Linked DNA regions of Larimichthys crocea: region 1 is linked to region 2. A link is a contact called in public Hi-C data. All regions are on one chromosome and are shown on one strand. The core of a region is the stretch at or near the end of the contact, and the rest is flanking DNA. Distances in the headings are between cores, read along the strand shown.

Region 1 (4,302 bases), core at 1,290-3,789, 140 kb after region 2:
GCCTGACCCTTCATCTTCAGTTTCGTGCCACCAAGATGTCCAAGATCTGCCCAAACTGTGAGAAGATGGCGTACAGCGACTTCTTCAGCTCTGCAGAGACACAAAACATCAGATCAGCTTCAGTATATATGTATGTATGTGTTATATGTGTGTGTGTGGTATGTTGTGTGTGTGTTGTGTATGTGTGTGTGTGTTGTTTGTGTGTGTGTGTGTGTATATGTGTGTATGTATTATGTGTGTGTGTGTGTTGTGTGTGTGTGGTGGGAGTGAGGCAGAGAGAGAGGAAGAGAGAGAGGAGTTGAGAGAGAGAGAGACACAGAGAGAGAGAGAGAGAGAGAGTGTGAGAGAGAGAGAGAGAGAGACACAGAGAGAGAGAGAGAGAGAGAGTGTGAGAGTGTATATGTGTGTTTATATGCATGTATGTATGTATGTATGTATGTATGTATGTATGTATGTGTGTGTGTATGTATGTATGTATGTATGTATGTGTGTGTGTGTGTGTGTGTGTGTGTGTGTGTTAGGCTAGCCGCTAGAGGATACACTCACCATCTTTTTTGATTTTCTCGTTCAGGTTGTTGATGTAGATTGTATGGTTGAGCCGTACATCCGGAGTGGCCATCTTTTAAACCTGTTTGGCGAGAATAAAGAAACATAAATACCAGTTTAAACCAGTTAGTTTGTGGCTAACTAGCGTTAGCAACCAACCGTCCAGCTTGAATAACGTGGAGCAGCTAGCCTCGGAGCTAACACATGTATCTTAATATATCTATCTGTCCCTCATGCATGAGCTGCCGCGTTGTCACAAAACGGATGAATACTGTCGATTTAAGCCCGCAGCATTTGTTTCAAACAGGTTTTAATAACTTAAAAAAAGATTATTTAACCGTTTAGCTCGGTGTTGTAGCAGCAGCACTCACCTCGGACTGATGAATGAAAACCCTCCGGACTGCTCAAGTCTCGCGTGTTCACGCGTTAAGACACCGAGGTCTTCTTCTTCTTCTTCTTCTTCTTCTTATAGTTGCATATACCGCCATCTTCTGGACTTTACTTCTTTACTACTTCTTTTTCTTTTCCTTTTTAAAAATTCTTTTAGTTAAAACAAGATATCCCATTATGATTTTCCTTCCTTCTCTACATTTCCTATCTATTATACTTTTGACACCACTCTCCACTGCTCCTCTCCCTTTCATATCCATGACAATCAACCATCACATGCTCCACTGTCTCTCTCTTCCCACAGCTACATAGACCAGTTGGATGTTTCCCTACTATATATTTACTGTGCTATTCAATCTATGTGCCCTATTCTTAGTCTGCTCATGGTCACCTGTTCCACTCTGCTACCTCCACAACAGCCCACCTCTCCTACTTCATCTAGTAGTTTATATAAATGTCTCCCCTTTTCCTGGATTTTCCAATATTGTTTCCATTGATTGATTATTTCTTTCCATATTAAACTTTGTCCTTCTGCTTTTGATAATTTTACTTTCATTCCCACCTCCTCTTTCTTTGCTGCGTCCTTTGCCATTTGATCTGCTTTTTCATTCCCCTGTATTCCTAAAAGAGCTGGTACACACATGAATGTTATTTCCCTTCCCTGCTGTGCCAATCTGGATGTTCTCAACAGTATTTCATATAATATTTCCTGATGTGTTTTTGCTGCCCTGTTTTTAATGCTTAAGAGTGATGACACCGAGGTCGTTTCTGTTGTTACACTAAATTATATGACCACTTCAAAGTGTTTTCTCATTTTAATATCTGCTGTTTTTGAACTTTGCCACGCATAGGGTCAAACATTTTAAGACCTTAAGACAAGTAAAGCAATGGAAAGAAAGAAAGAAAAATCTTATAGGGGATCAATCAAAAGTAAAAGTTGATAAACTGTCATACAGCTATAGGGCTTTCTTTGATTTCATAGGTTTTAAAGAATCAAAGTAAAGGTGCAGTTCGAGTATAACCAAATTATTTATGTTACATTCTAGTTTTCTGTCCTCCATTATGAAACCAAATCTCACATTTTTATCAAGTCAGGGGTGGCACATCTATATTATTATAGGTTAAGTCTTTCCAAAACAAATCGGATAGATTGCTAGAAAACAATAAATGTTCAAGTGTTTCTACTTCTGTTTTACACATTCAGCACATTCACTACAGTCCAAATTAAATATAAGAAGTTAAAATTCACCGCAAGGATAAATGTCATTTATTGAGTGTACCTCTTTCGCTTTAGACATTTACATCTAATTCTCTTGATGTTCAACGTGGAGTATTTCTTTTGAGAGAGAAAGGAAAAAATTCTTTGGTGAGAGTAGTTCTCAAAAATGTGTTGTTACACATTTTCTCTAATAAAGGTTGGTTATTTATGGACAGAGTGGGTAGTTCAGGTGTTATCGGCATGTACATTAAAGTTCCCTTAATCATACAGATAAGAGCCTGTGGAAATGCTTTAATTAAAGCCAAGTAGTCGTTTCTGGAACATTAATTATTATATTTATGACTAAAATCATCAAATTTTGTCGCCATATAAATAGTATTTTCTGCCTCCTGGTCAGGTAACTATGGTAACGGTTGTCCGGACAGCCGTCACTGCGTCTGTTGATGCTGTAGTGGGCGGTGTGCCTCGAGCCGTTGGTGTGTGTGATCCTTCGTGTTTGCTTTTTGTTTGTTTGTTTGTTTTGTTACGGATCATTCTTCTTAAATCAATACTGATGACGAAACTTATTGCATATAGATTTAAGTCGATTAATTGAGGTAGACCGTTGTGACCTGCAGAGGGCAGCTGTACGTCGTTGTTGCGTCTGAATCTGCCGGAAATTCAACAGACGAAGAAGAAGAAGAAACATTACGCGAACACTTCCTAATATGGGCAAAACACCGGTTAGTTAGTGCTAGTTAGTTAGCCAGCGGTGCTAGTCATGAACCAGTGGAAATAAAGTGAATATGACATGCTTACTTTATGTTTGTGAGCGATAACCGTCAACAGGAGAAACTTTATGCACTCCGGGGTTCAAATATCGAGTTAAGACAACTCCTTGAAAGCAGCAGAGCTACTGAGAGGTAGGAGAGAGGTGGTAAACACTAACCAAGCTGCTGTTTCTCCACAAAGCAGGTCAGGAAAGATGTCACTGCCCTGCACCTTGTCTCCTCCACCACCTCCACCTCCTGCTCCACCACCACCTCCTCCACCTCCTGCTCCAGGTCTACCTCCTCCTCCTCCTCCTCCACCTGCTCCAGGTCCACCTCCACCTCCTCCAACAGCCTCCCAGCCCAAGAAGAAGCTGTATCAGACTATAGCCAGTAACAGGAGTGCTGTGGAGGGGAACCACACAGAGGCTTGCCTGCTGCTCAGTCAGAGAGAGAGCAGGTTAGATTTATCATGACAGGACACTTTATCAAGATATCTGTTTATTTTGTTATGCTTGGATTAAGTCTGTAGTTCCAGCCATATCTTGTTTCATGCATGTGTTTCTAGTTTAAAATCCTCATGAATGATGTGTGTGTTGATGGTTATGCATCTATTTTCTGTCGCTGTGTAACCTCTTCAGGGTCCGGAGCCTAATCCAGCTGACTTAGGGCAAGAGACAGGGTACACCGGTCACCAGTTCACCACATGGCACATTAATATCCTCTGATTGTGGACTGCCGATTGAATTATTATTTTTCGACACTTTATTAACCTTAAAGCTCAGAAGGTAGAGCAGTTGTCCTTTGATACTGTATATAAATCTTAGTATTCACAGCTTTGTTGGGTTGTTTGACAAGTATGTATGACCTTTTGCTCAAAAGCTTAAAAAGGTGTCTGTCAGGATCTATCAGTAAGGATGAGTGTCAAGCGAACTGGCTGGGCGGAGTGAGGTTTTTCCTGTTCTTATTTTGAGGGATAGCCAAAAAGAGTTTTTACTAACTGTGTTTGTCATTGTTATTTCAGGTAATAGGGCACAATAAAAGGTTGTTTGTTTCCGTTACAGGATAAAGTAGTCCGATGACTGGTGGTTTGATCCCCGGCTCCTCTAGTCTGCACGTCACAGACACCCCATATTGCTCCTGATGCAACATCAGTGAATGTGTATAAATGGTTAGCTCCTAAAAACTGATGATCAGTTGGTGCCTTGCAGGCCAGTATATGAATGTCTGTCTGAATGGGTGAATGAGATATGTAAATGGTAAATAGTAAATGGACTGTACTTGTATAGTGCTTTTGTAGTCTTACTCAAGGCGCTTTTACACTACATATCTCATTCATCCATTCACACACATTCGTACACTGATGGCGCAGCACTGGGAGTAATTTGGGGTTCAGTA
Region 2 (4,114 bases), core at 666-3,165:
CACCACAATGTGGGATGTGAAACATTGAGATTAAGACGTTTTATTTCTCTGATTTACTGCTTTGTTTACTTTGCTATCGCTGCTCGATCACTTTATTCACTCTCTAGGTCGCTTAACCACTGATGCTCTCTCTCTGCACAGGGTCAACTTTGAATTGTGCGTTTACAACAACTGACAAATCCTTCTCACTCTGCCTTTAAATCTGAGATGAGCTGAATGTACTCTGGTTTGTGGTTTATTGGATAGATTTAATTTCCTCAGAGAGAAAGGATGAGAGCAAAATCTCACTTTCACATGTAGATCATGATTACATGATCATATATATATTAATCATATATTGAGTCTAAATGATTGAAAACAATCAGTAAAACCAACTGGCTTGTCATGATGACACAGCCTAGATGATGAAAGAGACTGTCATGGCTCTGCTCCTCGACATCTTCACATCATTCGGCAAAGAAAACTCCACCATGACCATCGCACAACAAAGACACAAAGCCTATGAGAAAGACGAGGTTACCTGTTGTCCACGAAGGAGACGGCATACGTGACAGCGAGGCCGGCTGGGATCCCAGCATCCTTAAAAAACTGAATCCACTCCGAGGTGGCTAAAAAAATAAAATAAAATAAAAGAGGATTAGCAGTCAGGCAACAGAAAGAAACACCCAACCACTGACGATGAATTGAATTAAATACTAACAAATACTTTATTTGTTGATCAATTTACTGCTTAACATACAACCCCCAAAACTCACAGGTAACATCTCCGAAGTGTTAAAATGTAAAACACTCATATAAACCAGAACTGGGCAACTTCTCTGATTAACCTGTGACATTAAGCAATGATTAAAATCCTTTCTCTCATTATCTACTCGTTAACGGATGCCTCAGTAACAGTAAACTGGCTTAATAAAATAAAGTTTGTCTTATTATTAAACCTTTATTTAAGCAGGAATGGTTTCCATTGAGATTAAAAATATATTTTCAAAGGGAGATAGCAGCACAAACAAACAGACACAAGACACACAGACAATATTACAAAACATAGTAGTCTTAAAAATGCTACAACACACATTTGGTACAGATAAAATATAAAAGTTGATGCTTGATCTCAGTAATCCTGTAGCCTACAGTGGGGAGAGGGCCCTGGCACAAAACCCCAGATATAAACCTGAGGAGACAGCAGCCTGCTGGGGTCAAACACATGCCCACCATGGCCAGCTGGAGGTTATTTATAACGCCAATTATGAGACGTGTTGTGGATGTATTAACAGATACGGGGTGAAGGATGCACAGCAGCTGTCCAACATGCACAGACTGTGACTGATGAAGTCAGACGGTGGCTAATAAATCTCTCTCATCAAGTGATTTCTATTTAAAAAAGGCGCTGTACCGACATAAAGCCACATTTTAGGGGTCAACCGGGGGTGAAACTGGATTTCAAATCTGATATACAGTCAACGCCGGGTTAGCTCATGTTAGCATTAGACGATGATCTAACCATACCAGTCGGACCCGCATGTTTTAAAATAGGTGAGACTTTGAGGCAGGGCTCGCTCCCGGAGTCTGTTTGAGTCAATAAAAGTGAAATCAAAGTGAAATCAAAGTGAAATCAAACATGTGAGGCAGCGACGAGAGCCCGTTTGTGTTAGCATCGTGTTAGCATCGCGTTAGCTGCGGCTCCAGTTGTGAATTAAAACGCGGTTATCTGTCCAACAGCGACGGCCACCGCAGACAAAACCACCCGTAAACACTCCAAACATTAACCTGAACCCACGCCCTGCTCGTGTCTAACATACAGCGACATACAGAGATGTTTTAATTGTTGCTAAGTTGGACCCGGCCGGGCCGCTCAGCGCTCACCTGTTGTCACGGACGCCATGTTTACAATGAATGTGCGGTGACGTCAGCTACATCCGGACAGGCAGCGGGTTTTTTTTTTTTCAAACTTTATTGAAACAACAAACAAACAAACAAGAAATTCAGTCATACTAGTTCACATTGTACAATATAATAGTGACATAGCATCGGCATAGTTACATGACAGTATAATTAAGATAGTTAAGGAAGAACCCTTGAATAAGGAGGACTGGATTCAAAGTATTAAAGTTTAAGTTGAATTTATTATTCTTGTATAAGAAGGAGCGTTTAACAGTGCAAAACACAAAAGAGTTACAGAGGAAAAGGCTCTAACAGTTCTTATACAATTTTCTCAAAATGGGCTTCCTTTTTTGGTTTTCGGCTTAGTAATGAACATTATGCGTCTTGTCCAAAATGGCACTTTCCTTAACCTGTCTCTCTTGTCCTTGAACTATTTTTTAATCATCTCTCCCTGCCAGCCTCAGTAAACCAGATAAGGGGCGAGATATGCAAAAGACAGAAAACACACACACTCTCTATAAGAGTTAAAACATCTGCACCCCAGTATACTCCTAATTTTTATAACAAGGATCAAAAAGAAAGAGCATGAAAACAAAAAAGCAGAAATAAAACTTAGATGTGACAGATTTGTAATCTTACATGTAAATAAAGTTCTAGTTATAACTGCTGTGACAGGTTATTGGTTGAAAATATCTGCATGAATATTCATTATAGATAGACATTTTTTTTAGTAATTAACTTAAGAGACTTAAAATAATAATCAACTTAAATGATGGTGATGAATCTTGAAATTTACATTTATGGATGTGAAATTTCCCTAATAAAATATAGGTTGACAATAATACATAGTTTCTTTTCTTTGTATTTAAAATAGGTTGACAATAATACATAGTTTCTTTTCTTTGTATTTAAAATAAGTAATAATGTTTTTTCCTCAATGCTGATTTCATGTTTTGTTTTACACAGTATATAGTTCTCAAGCTCTTTTTAAAATGTGCTACTATACGGGCAACCATAAAATAAATGAGTTACAGTTTCAGGTTCGGTTTTTACAAAAGATACATTTGTTATCAATATCAAGGAATTTTGATATATATGCTTCAGATGGGTATATGTTATGTAGTATTTTTAAATGTAATTCTCAGATTTTATTTGTGACACAGAATTTAAAAGGAACAAGTCAAGCTTTATGTCAATTAATATCCATAAAGATGGCATTGCTATTTTCTTAACACTGTAGAAACATTGTCTGATCTGTTTGTTTATTAGTGCATGTTTTACTCAGGATGTCCCGGACAGGCAGCTCGCGCTGCTGCTGCTCGCGTGACGCAACTTCCTCCGCGCGCAGCTCTAAATCCAATACCCTGCTGTGGACGCTAGAGAGCAACACAGACTGTGAGGTGACGCGAAGCAGCCTCAGCAGAAACCCATGACGACTTTTATCACCGCTTGTGTCGGTAGATGTGTTTTTATTTGAATGTATCCGCATTTAAACATGAACATATTTAAACATAAACACAGTCCTGGTCGCCTCGTGAACGTAGGTCCAATATTTAACTCACCTTTTAGCTCTGTTTTTGTCTTCATAAACTCCTGAGGGAAATATCTGGTTTGTTAGATCCACAAAGTTAACTGTTTCTCTGCACAAATTTAACTTCTCAGCACAGGTTTAATTTGGATTTATCTTATATTTATTAAACATATATATTATATGTGTTTATAAGTATGTTTAATGTGTCTCATGCTGCTACATTTCTTGAATTTTACAATTCCTCTGCACATATTTAAATCCTATGCAAGTTTAATTTCTCTGCAAATGTCTAATTTTGCTATAAATGTTTAATCTCTGTGTACATATTTAAATTTAGATTTTTTTCATATGTATACCGTACTGTGTTATAGGTTAATTCGAATGTATGTTCAATGTGTGTTTGCATGTTGTTACTGGATGCTTGAATTTTCCTTCTGGGATCTATCTATCTATCTATCTATCTATCTATCTATCTATCTATCTATCTATCTATCTATCTATCTATCTATCTACTGGATGCTTGAACTTCCCTCAGGATCAAGTATTTATCTAGTCTATCAGCCGAAAATGACATTATGGTGTGGTTAATAAAATATATATATATATATATAGAAAAAGTGCAGTCTTAAAATAAAAACAATTAATTAAAAAATCAGTGTGTAGCATTTAGTAGCATCCGGTGGTGGTGTTGCTGATTGAAAA

What was found. A called contact is a pair of places that touch in the nucleus more often than the background predicts.
Region 1: a contact with region 2 is called in a Hi-C map of muscle, with 14 times the contacts expected there. The contact joins the promoter of actmap here to the promoter of cviih19orf47 in region 2. A contact is called at or near these places in 2 of 7 Hi-C or Micro-C datasets (both in muscle).

Annotation. Positions count from the first base shown.
Region 1 is chrVII:17,674,033-17,678,334 of L_crocea_2.0, forward strand. actmap (actin maturation protease) reads left to right here and starts at 2,540. Exons shown (of 7, transcript XM_019252850.2): 1 at 2,540-3,018; 2 at 3,110-3,364. The coding sequence starts at 2,957. It overlaps snrpa (small nuclear ribonucleoprotein polypeptide A), which reads right to left and starts at 999. Exons shown (of 7, transcript XM_027280621.1): 1 at 918-999; 2 at 547-628. The coding sequence starts at 619.
Region 2 is chrVII:17,529,988-17,534,101 of L_crocea_2.0, forward strand. It overlaps cviih19orf47 (chromosome VII C19orf47 homolog), which reads right to left and starts at 1,916. Exons shown (of 8, transcript XM_010746404.3): 1 at 1,864-1,916; 2 at 521-608. The coding sequence starts at 1,882.